2 separate regions of the Sus scrofa genome follow, and region 2 is linked to region 1. Evidence: chromatin contacts called from public Hi-C data. All regions are on one chromosome and are shown on one strand. Each heading gives the region's core, a stretch centred on a gene start, on an enhancer-like site or on the middle of the called end of the contact. The rest is flanking DNA. Distances are from core to core; before and after follow the strand shown. Region 1 holds the start of FAM120A (constitutive coactivator of PPAR-gamma-like protein 1). Region 2 holds the start of PTPDC1 (protein tyrosine phosphatase domain-containing protein 1).

Evidence for each region. A called contact is a pair of places that touch in the nucleus more often than the background predicts.
Region 2: a contact with region 1 is called in a Hi-C map of liver, with 4 times the contacts expected there. The contact joins the promoter of PTPDC1 here to the promoter of FAM120A in region 1. A contact is called at or near these places in 1 of 5 promoter capture datasets (fetal liver), 1 of 47 Hi-C or Micro-C datasets (liver) and 1 of 2 datasets of contacts at active chromatin or transcription factors (alveolar macrophages).

Annotation. Positions count from the first base shown.
Region 1 is chr3:42,856,058-42,863,290 of Sscrofa11.1, reverse strand. It overlaps FAM120A (constitutive coactivator of PPAR-gamma-like protein 1), which reads right to left and starts at 1,697. Exons shown (of 19, transcript XM_021088177.1): 1 at 1,160-1,697. The coding sequence starts at 1,633. It overlaps LOC102158199 (a long non-coding RNA gene), which reads left to right and starts at 1,930. Exons shown (of 2, transcript XR_302257.2): 1 at 1,930-2,621; 2 at 3,824-4,016.
Region 2 is chr3:43,319,117-43,325,723 of Sscrofa11.1, reverse strand. It overlaps PTPDC1 (protein tyrosine phosphatase domain-containing protein 1), which reads right to left and starts at 4,333. Exons shown (of 10, transcript XR_002342485.1): 1 at 4,205-4,333.

The DNA.
Region 1 (7,233 bases), core at 448-2,947:
AAAGGAAGCAATCGAAACTCAAGTCAAGGGTCATTGATTTGCATGTAATCTCTGCCATCACTGCTGGGTCCTGAAGCACTCCTTGGCCTGAGTTCAGGGAGGAGCCTTCTGCCAAATGGACAGCAGAGTGCTGGACAGTCGAAGCTCTGATTACCTGAGTGCACAGCCCAAAGTGGCAGACTCTTCACTGTGCAGAGAAATAAATCCTGGAAACTCTGATTCACATTCTCTTCGCCCTGACTTTTAAGCTACTCGTTTCACATCACATACACAGAACCAAAGACTTTTTCACGCAGACTCTCAGTACAGAACTAACAGAATTCCATGTCAAACTTTATGGCTCTTTGAAATCTAATGCACACAAAAACCAATTTCTCGAAAAACTACCATCTTACAGGGAACCTGGACCCAGGCCTGAGTTCTCAAGAAGAGACCAATTCCTCAGGCCTTGCCCAGGTCACTGCCCCCAGCTGAGCCGGAGTGACCGCAGTAGGCAGAACTTCAATCCACCCTCAATGGATGGAGACCCCTTCCTGTTGCCAGCCAGCCCACCTGCTCCCACAAAAAAACCTGTTGCTGTTCAAGTCTTGCGAAATTCGAAAACGAATGTCTCATGAAAGTTGACGTTAGGAGCTTTAAAGAGTGGAGGAATACGCGGGATCTCAGCAAGGGCGGCACTGTGCCCTCCGAGCTTGCAGCTACCGCCTGGGGCAACCCAGGCCCCCAGATCCCGGGCACTCGCAGCCGCCGGCCGGACTCCAGGCCGCGCGTCCATTTTGCAGCAGGTCCGTCAGACAGACCAGGAGGGGAGAGGAACCTGCGGTCCCCGGGGCCCAGACCCCCACCGGGGCCCCGGCCCCAGCCCGGCTCCAACTTCAGCTCCTGGCCCGCAGAGACCCCAGATCCCAACCCCGGCCCAAACGCAGATTCCAGACTCGGACTCGGCCCCGGGCTCCAGACTCAGACCCAGGCCCGGACCCCAGACCACCCGCCCACTCCAGACTCCAGTCCAACTCTGACCGCGGACTCCAGATCCCGGCCCACCCTGACCCTGAATTGAAGCGACCCCGGCCGGCCCGGGCTTCCAACCCTGCCCCTGGCCGGCCCGTCGGCCCCTACCGACCCCGGCCAGCCCGCCCGCCCTCTCAGCGGGCCGCACCTTGACGTGGAAGCGGATGAGCGCCAGGCGGATGCAGTGCGCCATGCAGACGGGTGGCAGGAACCAGACCTTGGGCGGCGGGGTGCCCTTGTTCTGGACATGGCTGACGATCTGCTGCGCCGTCTGGCGCTCGTTGCCCTGCCGCTTGACCCATTCGTGCAGCCGCGCCTTCTCGAGCGCGCCGTTGAAGAAGACGAAGAGCTCGATGTTGCCGCCGAAGCAGGCCTTGGCTAGCGCGGCCAGGTAGCCGAGCATGTGGTTCCACTGGCCGCCGCTCACCCAGTCGGTGTAGAAGCCGCCGTAGAGGCGGTGCAGGCAGTTGTCGGCGTCCACCAGCAGGCGCAGCGGCGTGTGCGGGGGCCGCTGCCGCCCGCCGCCCACCAGGCTGCCCCGGGCCAGCTTCTGCAGCTCCACCGGCACCACGGCGCTCGGGCAGTGCTTCTCGATGTAGTCCTGGAAGCCCTGCACGCCCATGGCGGCGGCGGCGGCGGGCGCGGGGCGGCGGGGCGGCGGGGCCGGGGGCGGCGGGGCCGTGGCGCGAGCCGGGGCCGGGGCCGGGGGCGGGCTCTAGGGGGGGCCGGGCCGGGCCGCGGGCGCGCTCATGGCCGCTGCGGCCGCCATGTGCTGCCGCCTCCCAGGGCCATGGCGGGGAGGGACCTGCGCCGTGCGCCGCTCCAGGCCCAGGCCAGGCGGAGGCGGCCTCGCGCGGGCGGCGGCGGCGGCAGCGGCGGGGCGGGGCGGGGCGGGGCGGCGACGGCTGACGTCCGCGGGCCGGCGGAAGAGGCGGTGCCGCGGGGCGGGGCGGGCAGCCGGAGCCTGAGACCCCTACCCACACGATCCCCGGCCCGCGGGAGGGGCGCCCGGCCCAGGCGGTGCGCGGGGTCTGCGCGAGCTTCCGGGAGGCCTCGGGGCGGCGGCCTCACCTCCTCCGCTTTATGACCCCTAGAGCTGTCACCGGGGAAGCCTCCTCGCATCCCTGGGGTACGGTCACCCCAGACGGTCTTGTCCGCGGAAGCCAGTCGGACAATCCCTTTCCCGGCCCCGCTGCGAACCGCTCACCCCGAGGAGGCCACGTTGTGTCCTCGGGATCCGATCACCCTGAAGAGTTCTCATCCTGAAAGCTGGTCGCCTCGAGGAGGAGGCCCGGCCCGTCGCCGATGGCCATAAGAAAGCCCCATTGTCATCCCCTGCGCCGGTCATTCCAAGGAGGCCCTCTCGCGCCCCCGTGGACTGGTCACCCAGAGAAGGCCCCTTCCCGTCTCCAGGAGTCAGTCACCTGAGGAATCCGCGTCCATCCCCAGGAGCTGGTCACCCCGAGGAGACCTCAGCCTGACCTTGGGGTATCATCCCCTCAAGGAAGCCACATCCAGTCCCTTGAGAGACGGTCACCAGAGGAGGTCTCATCCCTGGGGTGTGGCCACCCCAAGAGTCTCGTCCTGGTCCCAGGGGCAGTCACCCAAAGGTGGGACCGGTGCCCTGGCGGAGGTGGCTGCAGACTGAAGAGTAGGCAGGCAGTAGACGTCGGGGTGCATCTGGGAGGGAGGATGGTGAGCAGAAGCCATTTGTCCCAAATGGAGAAAGGAACTAGACTGTGTGCTGGGTGTAGTCACCAAGTTTTAGAAATGATCTCCTGCTCTCTCAGCTTTAATCGCATTGGTATCTTTAATTAACTTAGAAAATAACTCTCCAGACTTGCAGTTGTTCATAAGGAGTGGAGTCCTAATTCTGAGAAAGTTAGAAAGGTGGCAGATTGACCCCACGACTCGCTGGGATTACTGCTTTTCTGGGAGAAATAGGGCTGCGTTGTAAGCGGAGACCCTCACTGGAGCTCCCTTTTAGGGAGTAGATAGAGTTCCTTAACAGGTAGTTCTGACTCTGACCCCCTCAAAGTGGTTTCACTACCTGAGGCTCCCCTTTATCATTTTCCCACCAGTGACAGGTTTCATGGACCAGACCCTGAAATAGCAGACACTCTATAATGTAGTAGACCAGTGGCCTTAGTGTCAGATAATCACTGAGGAGACTTTAAAAGCAATAGGTCTGTTACAGCCTGCGAAATGCCTCCTTGCTATTTAGTTCCAACTGTGAAATGCCTATTTTCCCTAATTCTTGCTGTCCTGAGGTTGTGTGGTCACTCCTAAGTTTAAAGCCTTGCTCTAGGAGCATCTTCTGGAAGGAGATACTTTCATGACTTCTGTCCCAGAGTTCTGCAGTAATTGCTTTCTTTTTTTTTTTTATTTTTATTTATTTATTTTTTTTTTTTTTTGTCTTTTTAGGGCTCCTCCTGCAGTATGTGGAGCTTCCCAGGCTAGGAGTCAAATTGGAGCTGTAGTTACTGACCACAGCCACAGCCACCCCAGATCCGAGCCGCGTCTGTGACCTACATCACAGCCCATGGCAACACTGGATCCTTAACCTGCTGAGAAAGGCCAGGGATCAAACCTGCGTCCTCAGGGATACTAGTCAGATTCATTTCCGCTGAGCCACAATGGGAACTACAGTACTGGTTTTTTAAATGAGTTTAATACTATAATATGCTTCAATAAGATGTTTAAAAAAAAAGATTAATGTCTCATAAAATGAAGTATTTATAAACTCAGAACTCTTAGGAGTTTGGAAGTAGTGTTTTTACTTACCTCCAATCGTATGTGTTCTTTTTTCTAGAAAAACCTCTGTAAAGGAGCAGCCGCATACAGCAGGTGCAGAGCCGACTGAAGCCTGCACCCATATAGGTTCCAAGAAGCCTCCATACTCTCTATCCCTGAAAAGACAAGTTGAATTTTTTCATTTCTTCTAACTTTGCCTCAAATATGGGCCAGTGTGATATATACATAAGTAAAATGCTCGTGGTGTTTAATTTTTTAAAAAGTATATTTAATTTTTTAAAAAGCAGACCTTGGAAGTTCCCATCGTGGCTCAGTGGTTAGCGAACCTGACTAGTCTCCATGAAGACATGGGTTCGATCCCTGGCCTTGCTCAGTGTGTTAAGGATCTGGCATTGCCATGAGCTGTGGTGTAGGTCACAGACAAAGCTCAGATCCCAAGTTGCTGTGCCTCTGGCGTAGGGCAGCAGCTACAGCTCCAATTGGACCCAGAGCCTAGGAACTTCCATGTGCCTTGGGTGGGGCCCTAAAAGACAAACAGAACAAACAAACAAAAAGCAGACCTTAAATTTCCTGTCGTGGCTCAGTAGAAAGAAATCCGGCTAGGAACCATGAGGTTGTGTGTTCGATCCCTGGCCTTGCTCAGTGGGTTAAGGATCCAGCGTTGCCCTGAGCTGTGGTGTAGGTTGCAGACATGGCTCGGATCTGGTGTTGCTGTGGCTGTGGCATAGGCCAGCAGCTGTAGCTCTGATTGGACCCCTAGCCTGGGAACGTCCTATGCCACAATGCGGCCCTAAAAAGCAAATAATAATAATGATAATAAAGTTTTTCCTTTTTTTCAATTTTTTGAAGACTTTAAGAAAGACTGGCGGGAGTTCCTGTCATGGCTCAGCGGAAATAAGTCTGACTAGTCTTCATGAGGACACAGGTTTGATCCCTGACCTTGCTCAGTGGGTTAAGGATCTGGCCTTCGCCATGAGCTGTGGTGTAGGTCGCAGACACAGCTCGGATCTGGCATTGCTGTGGCTGTGGTGTAGGCTGGTGGCTACAGCTCCAATTCGACCCCTAGCCTGGGAACCTCCATATTCCTCGGGTGCGGCCCTTAAAAAAAAAAGCAGACTTTGACAAATTAAGGCACTTACTCATCCCCAAAATTAGTGGCAAAGCCAAGATTATATGTTATTCAGAAATACAGTTATCCATTTAAAGCCACATTAAATACTAACACCCCAAAAATCCAAATTTCCTTCTATAATTCACTGCAAGTTCACAAGATTAGTAGTAATTTTATTTATTCTATTTAATTAATTAATTTATTTATTTTTGCTTTTTAAGGGTGCACCCACAGCATATGGAAGTTCCCAGGCTAGGGGCTGAATTGGAGCTACAACCTCCAGCATACGCCACAGCCACAGCAATGCGGGATCCAAGCCCCATCTGCAACATACAGCCCAGCTCATGGCAACATTGGTGTTGTTTTTATTTCTTTTAAATGTCCTTGCTTGTAGCATTTTAAATGCCCCAGTGCCGGTATCTGGGGTTCTGCTAATAAATTTATTTTCACCTTAAGACAGTGCAGAGGAATAAAGTTCTGGAATCAGACTACCATATCAGTCTGGTTTTACCTCTATGCCCTTAAACAAATTGCATAACATTTTTAAACCTTGGTTTCTATTATATGTACAATGAGGATATTAATATTTACCTTACAGAGTGTTATAAGGATTAAATGAGATAATTTGTAGGCCTACCACCCTGCAAATGCTCAATAAGTGTTGGCTTTTGTAACTATTACTTCCACATACTATAATTGTATAGACTTTATCCTTGAGAACATGGATGAGTTATCTTACTTTTAGAAACCTTAAAATTCATTTTTCTAAGTATCAAATTCATATATGCTTACTTTCCCAATTTAACCATGTAATTCACATTTTTTAAAATTTATTTATTTATTTTTTTTTTAATTCCTGTTGTGGCACAGTGATTAACAAATCCGACTAGGAGCCATGAGGTCTCGGAGTTCGATCCCTGGCCTCGCTCAGTGAGTCAAGGATCTGGCGTTGCCGTGAGCTGTGGTGTAGGTTACAGACGCGGCTCAGATCCCACATTGCTGTGGCTCTGGCGTAGGCCAGCGGCTACAGCTCCGATTAGACCCCTAGCCTGGGAACCTCCACATGCCACAGGAGCTGCCCGAGAAAAGGCAAAAATACCAAAAAAAAATAAAAAATAAAAATTGTTTTTGTCTTTTGTCTTTTTAGGGCTTCACCTGAGGCATATGGAGGTTCCCAGGCTAGGGGTCCAATCGGAGCTGTAGCTGCCGGCCTACACCAGACCCATAGCAACGCCAGATCCTTAACCCACTGAGTAAGGCCAGGGACTGAACCTGCAACCTCATGGTTCCTAGTCGGATTCGTTTCCGCTGAACCATAATAGGAACTCCTATCTTATTTTTTGAGTAACATTGTTAATGGGTGACAAATACTTTATATGATCTGCATCCTCAGTTCAAATTTAGGGGTTGAGTGAAGTTATATTTTTTAACTATTAAGGTAAAAGCAAAGACCTGTATTTAAAATTTTTAATAGAAAAATTACAGTTTATTCTTGGGTTTACAATATATGGTAATTAATGGTTGAGAACTTTCATTTCCAACCATCTTCATCTTTGAACAATTTACATAGAGCATATGAGAAAACTTTTAATTTTACCAAGAGACTGTCATACAACCAAGAAAAAAAAAGTCTGAAAAATAAACAAAAATGTTAAAAGGACATAGCCCCATATTTTATAAAAATTACAAAAATCAGAAATTCCTGTTGTGGCTCAGCAGGTTAAGAACCCAATTAGTATCCATGAGGATGAAGGTTCCTGGCCTCACTCAGTGGGTTAAGGATCAGGCATTGCCATGAGCTGTGGTGTAGGTCAGAGATGTGGCTCAGATCTGGTGTTGCTGTGGCTGTGGCATAAGGCCAGCAACTTCAGCTCCGATTTGACCCCTTGCCTGGGAACTTCCGCATGCTGCAGGTATGGCCCTTAAAGCAAAGACAAATTACAAAAGTAGGGTTCCTGCTGTGGCACAGTGGGTTAAGAATCTGGCATTAAAAAATAAATAAATAAATAAAAAAGGAGTTCCCGTCGTGGCGCAGTGGTTAACGAATCCGACTAGGAACCATGCGGGTTCGATCCCTAGCCTCGCTCAGTGGGTTAACGATCCGGCGTTGCCATGAGCTGTGGTGTAGGTCGCAGACGCGGCTCGGATCCTGCGTTGCTGCGGCTCTGGCGTAGGCTGGCAGCTACAGCTCCGCCGACCCCTAGCCTGGGAACCTCCATATACCATGAGAGCGGCCCAAGAAATAGCAAAAAAAGACCAAAAAAAAAAAAAAAAGAATCTGGCATTGCTGCAGCTGTGGTATAGGTCACAGCTGCAACTCAGATTCAGCCCCTAAACTGGGAACTTCCATAATGTCT
Region 2 (6,607 bases), core at 3,084-5,583, 460 kb before region 1:
TCTCAACAGAACATAAAAAGCACTTGACCAAAACCAACATCCTCTCAAGATTAAAAACACTTAATAAACTAGCATTACAAGGGATTTCCTCATACTGACAAAGGGCATCTATGAAAAACCCACAACTAACACCATAAGCAATAATGAAAGACCGAGGGCTTTCTCCTAAGATCAGGAACAAGATGAGTGGTACTCTCACCACTTCTGTTCAACAATGTAATGGGGGTTCCAGTCAGTGCAATAAGGAAGGAAAAAAAAAAAAAAAAAGACTTCCAAATTGGAAAGGAGGAAATAAAAGAATTTCTATTTGCAGATGTGATGTCGTATTTAGAAAATTTTAAGGAATCCACACCTATCAGAATAAACAAGTTTGGCAAGTTCACAGGATACAAGATTAGTATACAAAAAATGTCTTTTTCGGGTGCTTCCACTGTGGCTCAGAGGGTTAAGAACCTGACTAGTATCCATGAAGATGTGAGTTCAATCCCTGGTCTTTCTCAGTGGGTTTGCAGATCCAGTGTTGCTGCAAGCTTGGATCCTGCATTGCTGTGGTTATATCGTATAGCCTGGCAGCTGCAGCTCCAATTTGACCCCTAGCTTGGGAACTTCCATATGCCTCAAATGTGGCCCATAAAAAGACAAAAAACAAATGAACAAAAACATGTATTTCTCTATGCTTAAACTAAATGTAAAACTTAATTCTATGAGGTCTATAAGAAAAAAAAAAATAGGAGTTCCTATTGTGGTGCAGTGGAAACAAATCCAACTAGTATCCATGAGGATGTGGATTCGATCCCTGGCCTCACTCAGTAGGTTAAGGATCCCGCATTGCTGTGAGCTGTGGTCTAGGTTGCAGACGTGGCTTGGATCCTGTGTTGCTGTGGCTGTGGTGTAGGCAGGCAGCTGCAGCTCTGATTCAGAACTTCCATATGCCGCAGGTGCGCCCCTGAAAAAAAAAAAAGTTAAAATAAAATAGGATACAATAGAAACTAGAGCAAAAATAAACCCATGGGACCTCATCAAACTGAAAAGCTTTTGCACAGCAAAGGAAACCAAAAAGAAAACAAAAAGACAACTTTCAGAATGGGAGAAAATAGTTTCAAATGATGCAACTGACAAGGGCTTAATCTCTAGAATATACAAGCAACCTATACAACTCAACAGCAAAAAAACCAATCAATCAATGGAAAAATGGGCAAAAGACCTGAATAGACATTTCTCCAAGGAAGATATACAGATGGCCAACAAACACATGAAAAAATGCTCAACATCGCTGATTATAAGAGAAATGCAAATCAAAACTACCATGAGATACCACCTCACACCAGTCAGAATGGCCATCATTAATAAATCCACAAGTAACAAGTGCTGGAGGGGCTGTGGAGAAAAGGGAACCCTCCTGCACTGCTGGTGGGAATGTAAACTGGTACAGCCACTATGGAGAACAGTTTGGAGATACCTTAGAAATCTATACATAGAACTTCCATATGACCCTGCAATCCCACTCTTGGGCATCTATCCGGACAAAGCTCTACTTAAAAGAGACACATGCACCCGCATGTTCATTGCAGCACTATTCACAATAGCCAGGACATGGAAACAATCCAAATGTCCATCGACAGAGGATTGGATTCGGAAGATGTGGTATATATACACGATGGAATACTACTCAGCCATAAAAAAGGATGACATCATGCCATTTGCAGCAACATGGATGGAACTAGAGAATCTCATACTGAGTGAAATGAGCCAGAAAGACAAAGACAAATACCATATGACATCACTTATAACTGGAATCTAATATCCAGCACAAATGAACATCTCCTCAGAAAAGAAAATCAATCATGGACTTGGAGAAGAGACTTGTGGTTGCCTGATGGGAGGGGGAGGGAGTGGGAGGGATCGGGAGCTTGGGCTTATCAGTCACAACGTAGAATAGATTTACAAGGAGATCCCGCTGAATAGCATTGAGAACTATGTCTAGATACTCATGTTGCAACAGAAGAAATGGTGGGGGAAAAACTGTAATTGTAATGTATACATGTAAGGATAACCTGACCCCCTTGCTGTACAGTGGGAAAATAAAATTAAAAAAAAAAAAAAAAAAAAAAAATAAAATAGGATAGAACAGAATAGAATAAAATAAATAAGAAAAAAAATATTCTTTTCAAGTTGAGGCAGTTCCCCCTCTATTTGTAACTTTCTTAGAGTTTTTAAAATAATGAGTCAGTGTTGAATTGTGTCCAATACTTTCTCTGCATCAACTGATACAACCGTGTGACTTTTGTCTCATAAACCTGTTAATTTGGTGAGTTACATTAACTAATTTTCAAATATTAAACCAGCCTTGCATCCTCTTTCAGCACTGCTTTAGGTGGCCTACAAGTTTTTGATATGTTGAAAGTTCATTCAATTCAAGGTATTTCCCCCACTGAGACAAGTATGTCTAGTCTCACCACTTTTACTCAATACAGTATGGAGACAAGATTATCTTTATACGGAGGTGACATATCCTCTATGTAGAACATCTGATGCAATTTATTTAAAAAAATCTACTAGGAGTAAGTTAAGGTTACAGTGTATATAATTAACACTCAAAAACTAATATTTTATACAATAACCATAAATTATAAAACTAAAATTAGAAAACACATTTATAACAGTATCAAAAAGTATTAAATATTTAGGGCTACATCTGACAAAAGATGTGAAAAGGCTGTATACTGAAAACTGCAGAACACTACCGAGAAAAAAAAAAAAAGAGAACTTAAAAAAATGGCAATGGAGTTCCTGTTGTGGTGCAGTGGTTAACGAGTCCGACTGGGAACCATGAGGTTGCAGGTTCCATCCCTGCCCTTGCTCAGTGGGTTAAGGATCTGGCGTTGCCCTAAGCTGTGGTGTAGGTTGCAGACGCTGCTCCCATCCCGTGTTGCTGTGGCTCTGGCGTAGGCTGGTGGCTACAGCTCTGATTCGACCCCTAGCTTGGGAACCTCCTTATGCCGCGGGATCGGCCCCATAAAAGCCAAAAAGACAAAAAAAAAAAAAAAAAAAAAAAAAAAAAAGAAAAGAAAAGAATAAAAGGCAAGATCTTGGAGTTCCCGTTCTGGCACGGCAGAAACGAATCCGACTAGGAACCACGAGGTTGCGGGTTTGATCCCTGGTTTGTAGCCACAGAGACTTGAGTTTAAATTCCAGGTCTTCAATTTAATAGCTCTGACTGCAGGAAGACCCTCGATTTTCTCATTATATAAAGTGGAATGCCAGTTTGTTTTAGAGACCAAGTAAAATTACGAGTGTATCTGTGTGATGTCACAAAACTTTTCTAATAGTTAGATGGCCTCTGACATTCTTCCAACTCAGTCTATGAACGCCAGTTTGTTTTAATCTTTTAATACATACAACTATCACGGAAATGTTTCTCTTCCCTTAAAGCAGTGTTTCTCATCTTTTTTCCCCGTTTTCCCTAGGAGCCCTTTAGACATTTTCTCAGCTTCCATTAACATTTTAACGCCACAGATAGTGGGTGCATCTGCTCATGTTCTGTGGCCCTTTGGAAAGAACAAACCTTTTGCCGCGCCCCCCCCCCCCCCCAAATATGAGCACTATTACTCATGTTGAAAACGTCCATCCTACGGAGAGGTGACTTGGTCAAGAGCACTGCACAAATTAGGAGCAGAATTAGGTCCACGTCAGAGTCACAAAGTGATGGTCTGGCTCCCACTGTGTTTACTTATTTACTTCGAATTAGTTCCTAACACTTAGAAAACTGGAGCTTCTACAGGAGAATGCCCACATTCAGCTTCTAGAGATCAGGTCGGGTCCTGGGCGGGGGCCGGCGGAAGCCGAGGGCGGTCTCTCGCGCCCCTGCGCTGCAGCTCCAAAACCCAGGCCAATCCCGCTCATGGAGGTATCCTCCAACACTCACCACGTGAGGAACCGGACGTTAAGGACGCAGCTGGAGTCTCTGGCGCAGCTGTGTTAACCGCAGGTCGCGCGCCTCCAGCCCTGCTCGGCATCGGCATCCGGAGCCCTCGCAGCCGGAGAGCGGGTCAGTTTTGCAGCCTCCCCGCCGGCCCCGCCCCACTCGCCCCGGGCTGCTGGCCTGGCTGATCCCAGCCTCAACCGAACGCCAGGGCGTTCCGGAGGCTCCGCCGCCCCCACGGCAACCGCAACGCCGCAATCCCCCAGCCCGCCCGCCACTCACCGCAGCCAGGCGCTCGGAGATGAAGCGACGCTCCTCCGCTGTGCCGGCGCCCCCCGACGCCTCGCGCCGCACCAATCGCCGCTGCGCGCTTCCGCATGTGACGCGAGCTGGCCAATGGAAGCTCGAGACGGTCCGTGACGCGACTGGCTGCTCCCGGCGCTTTCAGAGCCGGCTGCGGGCGGCGGGGTGAGCTGGCTACTGCGGCGCGGGCGGACTGCTGGGCCGCTAGAGGGGGCGGGGGTCTGAGCGTGTTGGGTGGGCCCTGCCTTGGTTCTGCGTGGCTGCTTGTAACTGAAGTCCGGCTCTGACTCCAGGTGCTCTCTGCGGGCCACGCCGCAGTTCGGTAGGAGAAGGATCTCAAGACGCCCGTTAGCGATGATCCAGGCATGGAAAGCCAGTGGGTGCTGTTGCTGCAGTTGCTGTAATAACCTCTAGTCCCCCAGGATGGAGAAGGAATACTGGCGAACTGTGTAGAAAAACCTTAACATATCCACGACTCCGCTTCCTGGTAGAAAGAGCTGACGGGGAAGGTAGAAAACCCGTGCCTCACTTCCAGCTCCACGTCTCAAAATCCTCACTCACACAAGAACATAACTTAAAGGGAATATGGGAAGTGTAGTTGCCACATCCCCAGCCAAAAGGTAGATGGAATGGAACTGGTGAATACCAATTCACATTATCCACCATGTAGAGATGCCACTAAATGGCCTGGTGAAGGAGAGATAATCAGGTCTCGCTTTGATCCTCCGTCCTCCCCAGGAATAGTATGCAGAAGCTAAGGCTGCACTTGGTGCACTTCACTTTTGATCTGTTTAAATCAAAGGTGCATTATTTTAAAAAATGAATACTACATATAATACTACATATAAACCCTAATTTTAAGTAGTTTTACATCTCTTGCCAAATAATTCTGGCTTTCTAATCAAAATATTGAAGAAGGAAGGACAAAATGAAAATTAGGTATCAAATTTATTCCTGTGAGTCTGAGTAATTTTTTCTTTTTCTTTCTTTTTTTTTTTTTTTTTTTTTTTTGTCTTTAGGGCCTCACCCGCAGCATATGGAGGTTCCCAGGCTAGGGGTGGAATCGGAGCTGTTGCTGCGGACCTATGCCAGAGTCACGGCAATGCCAGATCCGAGCCACGCAGGTCTGCAATCTACACCGCAGGTGACCGCAACGCAGGATCCTTAACCAACTGAGCGAGGCTGGGTATCGAACCCTCAGCCTCATGGTTCCTAGTCAGATTTGTTTTGCTGCACTAAGACGGGAATTCCCTGAGTCATTCTTAAAGAATAAAATGGGGAGTTTTAGAGTAGAAGGTTTTGTGATGGTGAAAGTAAAATAGACTTCACATGCTAACATAATTTCTCTCATTTTACAGCCACCATAGGAGTAAAAGTTTCATTGTGTTCATGATAAGGAACAATATTGTTGATACAATTTTGTGGGTGATATGGACTAAAAACAGAGCTTTGTTCTTAAATTCTTGTAGGACCACTAAGAGAGCCACTTGCAAGAGAACTTTATTTTCACTAACTGATATTTCTGGCAACACTTTCAAAATGATGTTTTTTCTTAAGGAATAAAAAGGTTACAAGTTAGGTTACATTAAAATGATAGTTATTTAAGCATTTTTGTTTTTTAATACTCAGTCTTTTTTTTTACACCCCCCCCCATTTATTTGCTTCCCAGATTTGAATCTCTGAAAACTGATGTGTGATTAGACCTAGCTCAGTAGATCACTTTATGGCTCAGAGCACTAAAAAGAAAATTCTGGGAGTTCCTGCTTTGCTGCAGTGGGATCAGCAGAGTCTTTGCAGCTTCAGGACAAAGCTTCGATCCAGAGCCCAGCACAGTGGGTTAAAGGATCTGGGTGCAGTGTAGGTAGCAACTGCGACTCAGATCTAATCCCTGGCCAGGAACTCCATGTGTCACCAAAAAAGAAAGAATGAAGGAAGGAAGGGTGAAAATTTTTGATAAAAATATGAATGTTTAAGCCATATGTCTAACTTTTCACCAAATGCTTTCTTTAGTTAATACTGAAACAATTTATTCCATGGCACCATCTCCAGTTGTGTTCTCCTCAGTAATACATCTTAGCCTCTGTTTGACTGTCTCTCTGAATCCATCTACTGTAAGGGAGATAAACTGACAATTACTCTTGAACAGTAAGTGCTGCTCTTATTGAAGAACTTGTCCTGTTAGTCTAACTCAAGTATTCTGTTACTGGGTAGAATGAATGTTCTGGCATAGCAGTTATTCAAGTTGTGATTTTGTTTCCTTATAATCACTAGCAGTGTGTTTGAAATAAGCCATAATGCAAGTGTCTAAATTTAATATGAGCTATTTTTAGTAGTGCAAAAGCTCTGATTGCAGTTTTTTTTCATTTTATCCCTTAGTCTAAG